2 separate regions of the Callithrix jacchus genome follow, and region 1 is linked to region 2. The links are chromatin contacts, called in public Hi-C maps. All regions are on one chromosome and are shown on one strand. Each heading gives the region's core, a stretch centred on a gene start, on an enhancer-like site or on the middle of the called end of the contact. The rest is flanking DNA. Distances are from core to core; before and after follow the strand shown.

Region 1 (3,852 bases), core at 691-3,190, 150 kb before region 2:
TGAGTGAGATATACACAAAGTGCTTAGCACAGTAGTTGATCCACAGTGAATGCTAAGTGTTAGCTCTCATTGTCTTTGGTCATCTGGTCTTGTCATACACAACTGCACAATCCTGTGGAAATGTTTCCACTGAATGAGATGCGTATGGATTTGGACATACTGGCATTTGCTGCCATGTGCATCAGTGGGCTTAGCTGTTGAGGACTCGATGTGTGCATGTGATGTGAGTATGATTGACCAGAGAGGTAGGATGGCACAGGGGAAAGAACAAGGAGACTTCGGTCCCAATCTAGGTCTTGGTTTCCCTCATCTGTAAAGTGAAGGGAGCTGGACTGCAGAATTTCTAAGTCTCTTCTGCCTCTAAAAAGTTCATTTCTCACTGGGCACAGGGGCTTACACATATAATCCCAGCACTTTGGGAGGCCGGGGCAAGTAGATCACCTGAGGTCAGGTGTTCAAGCCCAGCCTAGCCAACATAGTGAAACCCTGTCTCTACTAAAAACACAAAAAAATTAGCCAGGCATGGTAGTGGTCGCCTGTAATCCCAGCTACTCGGGAGGCTGAGGCAGGAGAACTGCTTGAACCTGGGAGGCGGAGATTGCAGTGCGCTGAGATCACACCACTGCACTCCAGCCTGGGCAACAAGAGGGAAACTCTGTCTCAAAAAAAAAAAAAAGTTCATTTCTCAGTGCCACAGCAACTGTGAATTTAGACTTTCTTCTCCTAAACACAAGGTGGCAGCAAAAGACAAGGCTCTTGGCTGTCATTTGCTAAAACCAGTAGGATAAGATGGTATTCTCTATTTATACCATGTTATAAAGTAAAACATCTAGATGGCTTAAGATCACTACCTGCTCTTAGTGGTTTCTATGAGGCCAAAGTTTAATGTCCTTAGAATTATGCTTCTATCACTATAATCGGAATTCCCCTACTCTTTCAATATATCCACTGAAGGAATTGAGCCACCACTCAACAATACCTCTGCCTAAAATTTCTCCAAGGCTTTTTCCATCACTTCTACTGCTTCTTGGAAGAATACCCTTCAAGTTCTCACCTGTGATAAGCAGGGGACTTGCTGGCAAAATAGCAGCTATGTGCTTTATACGATTAAAAACAACCTCTGCCTTCCAGGATCAGGGAGGATTTGCAGTATGGGGGCTTGGTAGTGCTCTCCCAGGGAAATAAATTTCAAATAAAACACCCATGTGTTACCAGTCTATTCAGATATGTTCCATTTATAAACAATGGTAGGAAATCTTGATGATCTGTGTGTTGGGTCTCTGTGATCCTTGGTGGGAGCTGGTGACTCCTGGCCAGCGAGGCTGGAAAAGGGTAGTAAGAAGGTGGGAGACAGACCATGAAGTGAAATGGAAAACCCCATTGCAGAAATGGAGTGAAGGGCCTGTCCTCAGATAAAGGTAGTTCTGAAGATCCCCAGGGAAGAGGCCAGGGGCCTAGTTGAGACACAGGTGAGGTGACCCTCAGATTTTCAACCTGAGACCAGGGGGAGTGGACATGAAGCCTAAATAGAAAGATCCTCTTTCATCAGGGACTTTGGGGATTTCCAGGCAGAAGCTGACCTGAGTGAGGCAGTGGGAGTAGAATGGAAGGGCTAAAAAGACAGGGCCAAAGGTCAAGTTAAAGGATTGACATATAGAGTACAAGGAAATTGACACAAATACCAGGAAGAAGTTGTTTAATTGTTCTGACGGATTCCACGTGACTTGATCACCTGGAAACTGCTTTTGCAACCCCCAGAATGGCATTGGGCTCATATCCTAAGATTCCAAAGCAGAGGGGATCTCCAGAGGAGAGGGAGGAGGGCAGATTATGAACAGAGCCTTGTTTTTCAGAGAGGATCCTCTTCTTTCTTTTCTTCCTGCTAAGTGGTAAGAGCAGAAAATCATCAAGGAAAGCAGCAGAAGAAACTGGCAGATCTGGAATGTGGGCCATTTTCTCACCACAATGTGGGCTTCCTCACTTCCCCAGGATTCTACCTGTTTTAGGGGTCGCACCCTCTGCAGGGTGCTTGGGGATCAAGGGACAAGAAGGGAAAATAACCTTTCAACTGGTGGCCTTTTTGGTAGCTACTATCTAAACTACCTCCAAAATGATTTGGGGTGGGAAGAGGAAAGAAACCCTAACCTGGACCTAAGGGATTTGAGGTAGGGATCGGGTACTTCAGTGAGCATGGAATCACACACTTCTCTTTCAACTTGATGAGGTGCTCCCACGAAGGGAAAGTTAGCAGAAAATTTGGTAAAGGCCTTATCACAGGCCGGAGATATGACCGACTACGGTGAGCTCTCAGGAGGAGCTAGGGTAGAAAATGGTTAGTTAATGTTTTGCTGAAATACAGGAAAGAAACAAGGTGGATTGGATCATAACTAACATCCTTGACCATATCATGAAGGCACCCAAACCGTGGAGTGCACCCACATCTGCATGAACAAGTCTTGTGAAATGCTTTGTTGCTTGCGGTAGCCACCCAGCTCAGGCCTGCCATGGTGCTAAGTTACCCTCCACAGATGCAGGGCTTCCAGCTTCCATCCAGGAGTGGGAGCAACAGGTTGACTTTGTGTCAAAGATTGATCCTTCCTTTCCTTTGACTTCAAAGGTCCCTCCATGGAACTGTTCTACTGTCAGGACTTTCATGATTCCCTAACAGAGGCCTTGCATCTATGCTTTTGACTCTGAAAGTGAGACAATGCCAGCTAAACACAAGGAAAGCTGTTCAAGCTGACTGTGGGAGAAGGGGAAGCTGGTTGCTGATTCTAATTCTAATGTTTGGGGGAAAATAATACTTTTTTTTTCCTTTTCTTTTGAGACAGAGTCTTGCTTTGTCACCCAGGCTGGAGTGCAGTGTCATGATATTGCTCACTGCAACCTCCCTCTCCCAGATTCAAGTGATTCTCATGCCTCAGCCTCCTGAATAGCTGAGATTACAGGCACCTGCCACCATACCCAGCTAACTGTATTTTTAGTAGAGACAGGATTTCACCATATTGATCAGGCTGGTCTCAAACTCCTGACCTCAGGTGATCCATCTGCCTCGGCCTCCCAAAGTCCTGGGATTACAGGCATTAGCCACCATGCCTGGCAGGAAAATAATACTTTTATCTCACTGATCACATTTACTGGTAGTATGCTTTAAGCAGGAAACAAGAACTGGGTAATTGCGGTAGAAAAGCCTTTAAGAGAAAAATGACTTCATTGTCATTAGCAAACACCCACAGAAATAATAGTTCTGACCTTAGCTGGTAGGCACTGAGAAAATTCTGAGGATAAAGGAGGAGTCTGGAGGACTTGGAACTTTGATTTTTCTTATCTGGGTCAGACACTGATCTTTAAAAAATGACATACGTTATATAGTCATTAACTTATCACTGAAAGTGTTCTGCTGCTACACAGTTCCTGGGGTAGGGGTAGAACCCTTGAGTTCATTGGCCCAATGGCCTATATTAAAAATCAATCAAGACCTAAAGGGAAGCAAAAAACAACTTAATTGACTTAAAAAAAAACTTTAAGCCACTCACTGGTTTAAGTAAAAAATATAAAGCTTAGCAGCAATTTTCAGCCACTTTGGAAAACAGTTGGGAAGTTTCTCAAAAATTTAAACATGGACTTATCATATGGCCAGGAATTCCACTCCTAGTAAATACCCAAGAAAAATGAAAACATACATCCAAACAAATGTTCATAGTAGCATTATTCATGATAGTCAAAAAGTAGAGAAACCCAAACTTTTGTTAACTGTTGATGAATAAATTCAATGTGGTATATCAGTATAATGGAATATTATTTGACCATAAAAAAAGAACGATGTACGGATACATGCTGCAATGTGGAAAA
Region 2 (4,194 bases), core at 662-3,161:
AAAAAAAAAAAAAGCCTTCTCTGAAGTTAAATTACAAGTATTTAATGTATAATGTTTCTCCACTTCTTACCTAGACACTGGATATTCCTCCATGTTAAATGCCCTTGAACTATATTTTTCTTTGCCTGCCATATTTTATTCACTCTTCGTATCTCAGTGTCAATGTTACTTGCTTTTTAGACCCTTTCTAACTCTCACTGAGTTGCACAGCACGTGGCAAAAGCTGTTCTCACTCAATTGTAATATAATTGTCTGTTAAAGACCTTAAACTTTTGAGACTGGAGATGGTTTGCATTCATTGTAGTATCTCCAGTGAGGCACATGCAGTGGGATGTCAAAGAAGGCTTGAACTGAATGGGCGCATATCCTAACAGGGTTTTGCAGGCCAGTAGACCTGGATCTGCACCAATGTTCTGTCTCTTACCATCACTTATTCTTGCTGAACCCGTATGAAAAATGGAAATAATCATCTTACCTTCAAGAGTTGTGAAAAGTCAAACCCAGTTCCTGGCACGAAGTTGGTGCTCAATACATATACATATTCATTTGATCATTATGCTAGTTTGAGCATTCAAGGTTCTTTCCAAAACAGTCATGCACGGCCATTGATAGATGATGAGAAGTCTTAATCTACGTATCAACAAATTTTCTAAAATAATTTTGAACATTGTGAGAGCCAGGGTGAAAGAAACACAGTATTTGAATTTAAAAGACCTGGTTTGATTCATTTTGTGACCTTTCCTCCTGTTAAGTGACATATACACTCATTTATAGCCATCAATGATATTCAAAGCTATTTGCCTTAATGTGTCCCTGAATATGCCTGTTCATTACTAGCTCTAAAAATTTTAAGTGGAATATCAATTACTTATTTATCATTGTTTTCTTTTGGTTCAAAGTGTGCTTTGTTCTCCTAAAGTTCCGAAATAGTGAGGGTGCTGCTGTTGGGGGGCACAGGGCTGGGGGGCAGAGGGCGGGGAGGTGGCGGTAGGAGTTGAGGTTTGGTTTCTGTGGTGCAACAGTGACATCCATTGGCCTGCCTGTTAATGCTATCTATAGAAAAAACCTGCTTCTCTGCTCTGCGACTGTTGGATTTTCTGATATAAAGATACAAAGAGAACAAACTGTCTCTGGGCCCATGTAAGACAAGCCAGTGATCAACAGCTGGTCCCCTGAAGACTGGGCTGGTTTCAGGACTCTTCCAAAGGATACATGTTCTAAGATCAGCACCAGCTGGGTGTTGCCTTCTGGTCATTTGGAGACAATCCTGGAACTGGTCCTCTCCGTGGAGTGTAGTACATTCATTAGGCTGTTGGGAAACCATTGGATTGAGCTCTAGATGTGCTATTGAATGCATAAGCCAGGGCAAATCACTTTGCCACTGGACTTTTCCAGACTGACAAAGTGAAGTTGATAGCAATACCAGCTTTGTAGTTACCAAAGGGCTTTTCCATACATTTTATAATAACTTCCCACAACAATTGTGAAAATTAGGAAAGTACAGATCAGACCTGCTCAGCATCCAACTGACTGTGAGGATGTGAAGCTGAACACCAAATCCCAGGGTTTCAAACCTCAAGCCTTGGTGACTTATATTTGCTGCTCTAGTTGGAATTAACTAAATAATTACAGAAATTCCTGCTTCCTTTCTGGAAACCCCCAGGAGAGGTTCTAAAAATGGAAAATCAAAGGAAAGTCTATGTGGCTGGATGTGAGAGATTGAGCAATGAGTCAGCATCTTTAAGTAGAAATAGATTTGCATTGCTGGCTGTCATCTCCATAAAGAACATAACAGGAAATAGCAAGACTAAAAATAATTATTTTCGCCTACTATGTGTCAGATACTCTGTTAAGCATTAAGATTGGAGGATAAAATAGACAAACTGTTTCATACCGTCCAGAGCCTCACTGTCAAGTGAGGGATACAGAGTAGGAACAGTGACTCATATGTCATAGTGTGGTAAGTGTTACATCAAGCATTCCTGCAGGATGCTACCCTTCCAAAGCCCCGTGTGTGTGTGTGTGTGTGTGTGTGTGTGTGCCCACTTGTGTGCTTGGTAGGATCCAAGTAGTGACTACCATAGGTACCTTTGGATAGATGATAAACAGGTGAATAGTGTCAGTTCAACTGGAAGCCAAAATAGCAAACTTTTTTCAATATCAAAACCAAGTAGTTTGCAAAACTGACACATCAGATACCTAACACATACAAAAAGAAAACCCAAAGATTCAATTGCACTTTGTATCATTTCATAGTAAATCTTTTTTTGGAAACAATTAGGGAATTTGTAACTAATTATTGTAAAATCCACCACTGACTCACTGGTAAAGCCTTTTCAAATCACTGTTATGATTAAACAAGCCAAAAAAAAAATGGCTAATCTAAAAATGGATCTCATTCAGATCCCATTCTTCCTTCTCGGTTGGCCCTCTAGCAGGAAAGCTTGGTTCTGGTGTCCCCTCTGATTAAATGATCTCATTGGAACCCTCATTGTGAATACTCCAGGCCCATCCTTCAGCCACCTCTCCTCTCCCTCGAAGCAGCTTCCGATGTAAACGAACTCTTCCTTGCTGCAGAGGCTCAAGAGCATCGATCACTCCCCACTTACAGGCAGAAGTCAACAGCAGACTCCAGGCACCTTGCCAAGAGGGCAGGCCCGGTGACTGAGTTCTTTACTCCCCTACTCCCCCACCACCTAGCCATTTGGATCCCTTTGGAAAAAGTGGCACCCACAGTTTAAAACATCACTTCTCATATTGGTCATTCGGGTTTAGAGCCACATGTTAGACAAACTGAGATTTTAGCCTATAATTGTTGGCTTTCCTTGAAATTCTTACATATATGTAACAACACCAAAGAATAAATCAGGACTCTAGTGATGTTGCCGTGGGCTTTGAGAAGCTTTATTTGTTTATTTATTTATTTATGAGATGGAGTCTCACTCTGTTACCCAGGCTGGAGTGCTATGGCATGATATTGGCTCACTGCAACCTCCGCCTCCCAGGTTCAAACCATTCTCCTGCTTCAGTCTCCAAAGTAGCTGGGACTACAGGTGTGTGCCACCATGCCTGGCTAATTTTTGCATTTTTAGTAGGAATGCAGTTTTGTCATGTTGGCCAGGCTGGTCTGCAACTCCTGACCTCAGGTGATCCACCCTCCCCAGTCTCCCAAAGTGCTGAGATTACAGGTATGAGCCACTGCGCCCTACCTGAGAAGCCTTTTTAACAAAATAAGAAAAAATGAGTTCATTTTGACTGAAGCAACCCATCTAAAATATGCATATGCTAAAGAAACCAAGAATGAAGTTGGGCAGGGGTACTTCAGAGACTGTGCTCAGATGCTGGGTATCACACAGAGGCCACCAGACTCAAGAGTGTGAAGCTAACTGCCCCTCCCCATTTCACACGTACCTCTCACATATGTCAGGGCACTGCCACCCGCCTCTGTGCACCCCAGTCCCCTCCAGAGCCCATCTTGCTTGCAAAGCTCCAGCACCATCAGCATCTTCACCATTCATCTTTTAGCAATTTGTACTTGGGTATAGAATAAATGCACAAGGAGCCCTTTGCAGGACTATCTGGTTAAGTGCATAGAGTGATTTGAGGTCCTCTGTAGAGGTCTCACTGCCCAAAAATCTTTCACCCAACTGCTTAAGATCCCATATCAGTCTATGAGGGGCTCATCCATTTGAGTTAATTCTTACCTTGTCTGTTTTTAAATACCCCTTGGAGAGAATCATCAACACCTCAGTGATAACTAGTCTGTCACATACTGATTGAATTATTATTTTTAAATTTATTTTAATTAATTATTTATTTGCGATGGAGTTTTGCTCTCTTGCCCAGGCTGGAGTGTAATGGCACCATCTCAACTCACTGCAACCTCCGCCTCCCAGGTTCAAGTGATTCTTCTGCCTCAGCCTCCCAAGTAGCTGGGATTACAGATGCCTGCCACCATGCCCAGCTACTTTTTCAATTTTTGGTAGAGAAAGGGTTTCACCATGTTAACCAGGCTGGTCTCAAACTCCTGACCTCAGGTGATCCACCCACCTTGGCCTCCTAAATGCTGGGATTATAGGTATGAGCCACTGCACCTGGCTTGATGAATTATTATTTTTTTATTTGTGGGTGGTTGTTTGTTTTTTTGAGACAGAGTCTCACTCTGTCACCCAGGCTGAAGTGCAGTAGCATGAT

What was found. A called contact is a pair of places that touch in the nucleus more often than the background predicts.
Region 1: a Hi-C map of induced pluripotent stem cells shows a contact between it and region 2, with 5 times the contacts expected there. The contact joins two enhancer-like sites. A contact is called at or near these places in 3 of 3 Hi-C or Micro-C datasets (induced pluripotent stem cells and skeletal muscle).

The regions. Positions count from the first base shown.
Region 1 is chr3:121,550,014-121,553,865 of calJac240_pri, reverse strand. All of the region lies in intron 3 of SHROOM3 (shroom family member 3), which reads left to right. Among named protein-coding and RNA genes, the nearest start is that of CCDC158, 85 kb to the left of the region's middle. Within about 2 kb of position 1,940, at least 2 of the 16 cell types and tissues checked have an H3K27ac peak or open chromatin away from gene starts, as enhancers often do.
Region 2 is chr3:121,395,423-121,399,616 of calJac240_pri, reverse strand. All of the region lies in intron 4 of SHROOM3 (shroom family member 3), which reads left to right. Among named protein-coding and RNA genes, the nearest start is that of CCDC158, 240 kb to the left of the region's middle. Within about 2 kb of position 1,911, at least 3 of the 16 cell types and tissues checked have an H3K27ac peak or open chromatin away from gene starts, as enhancers often do.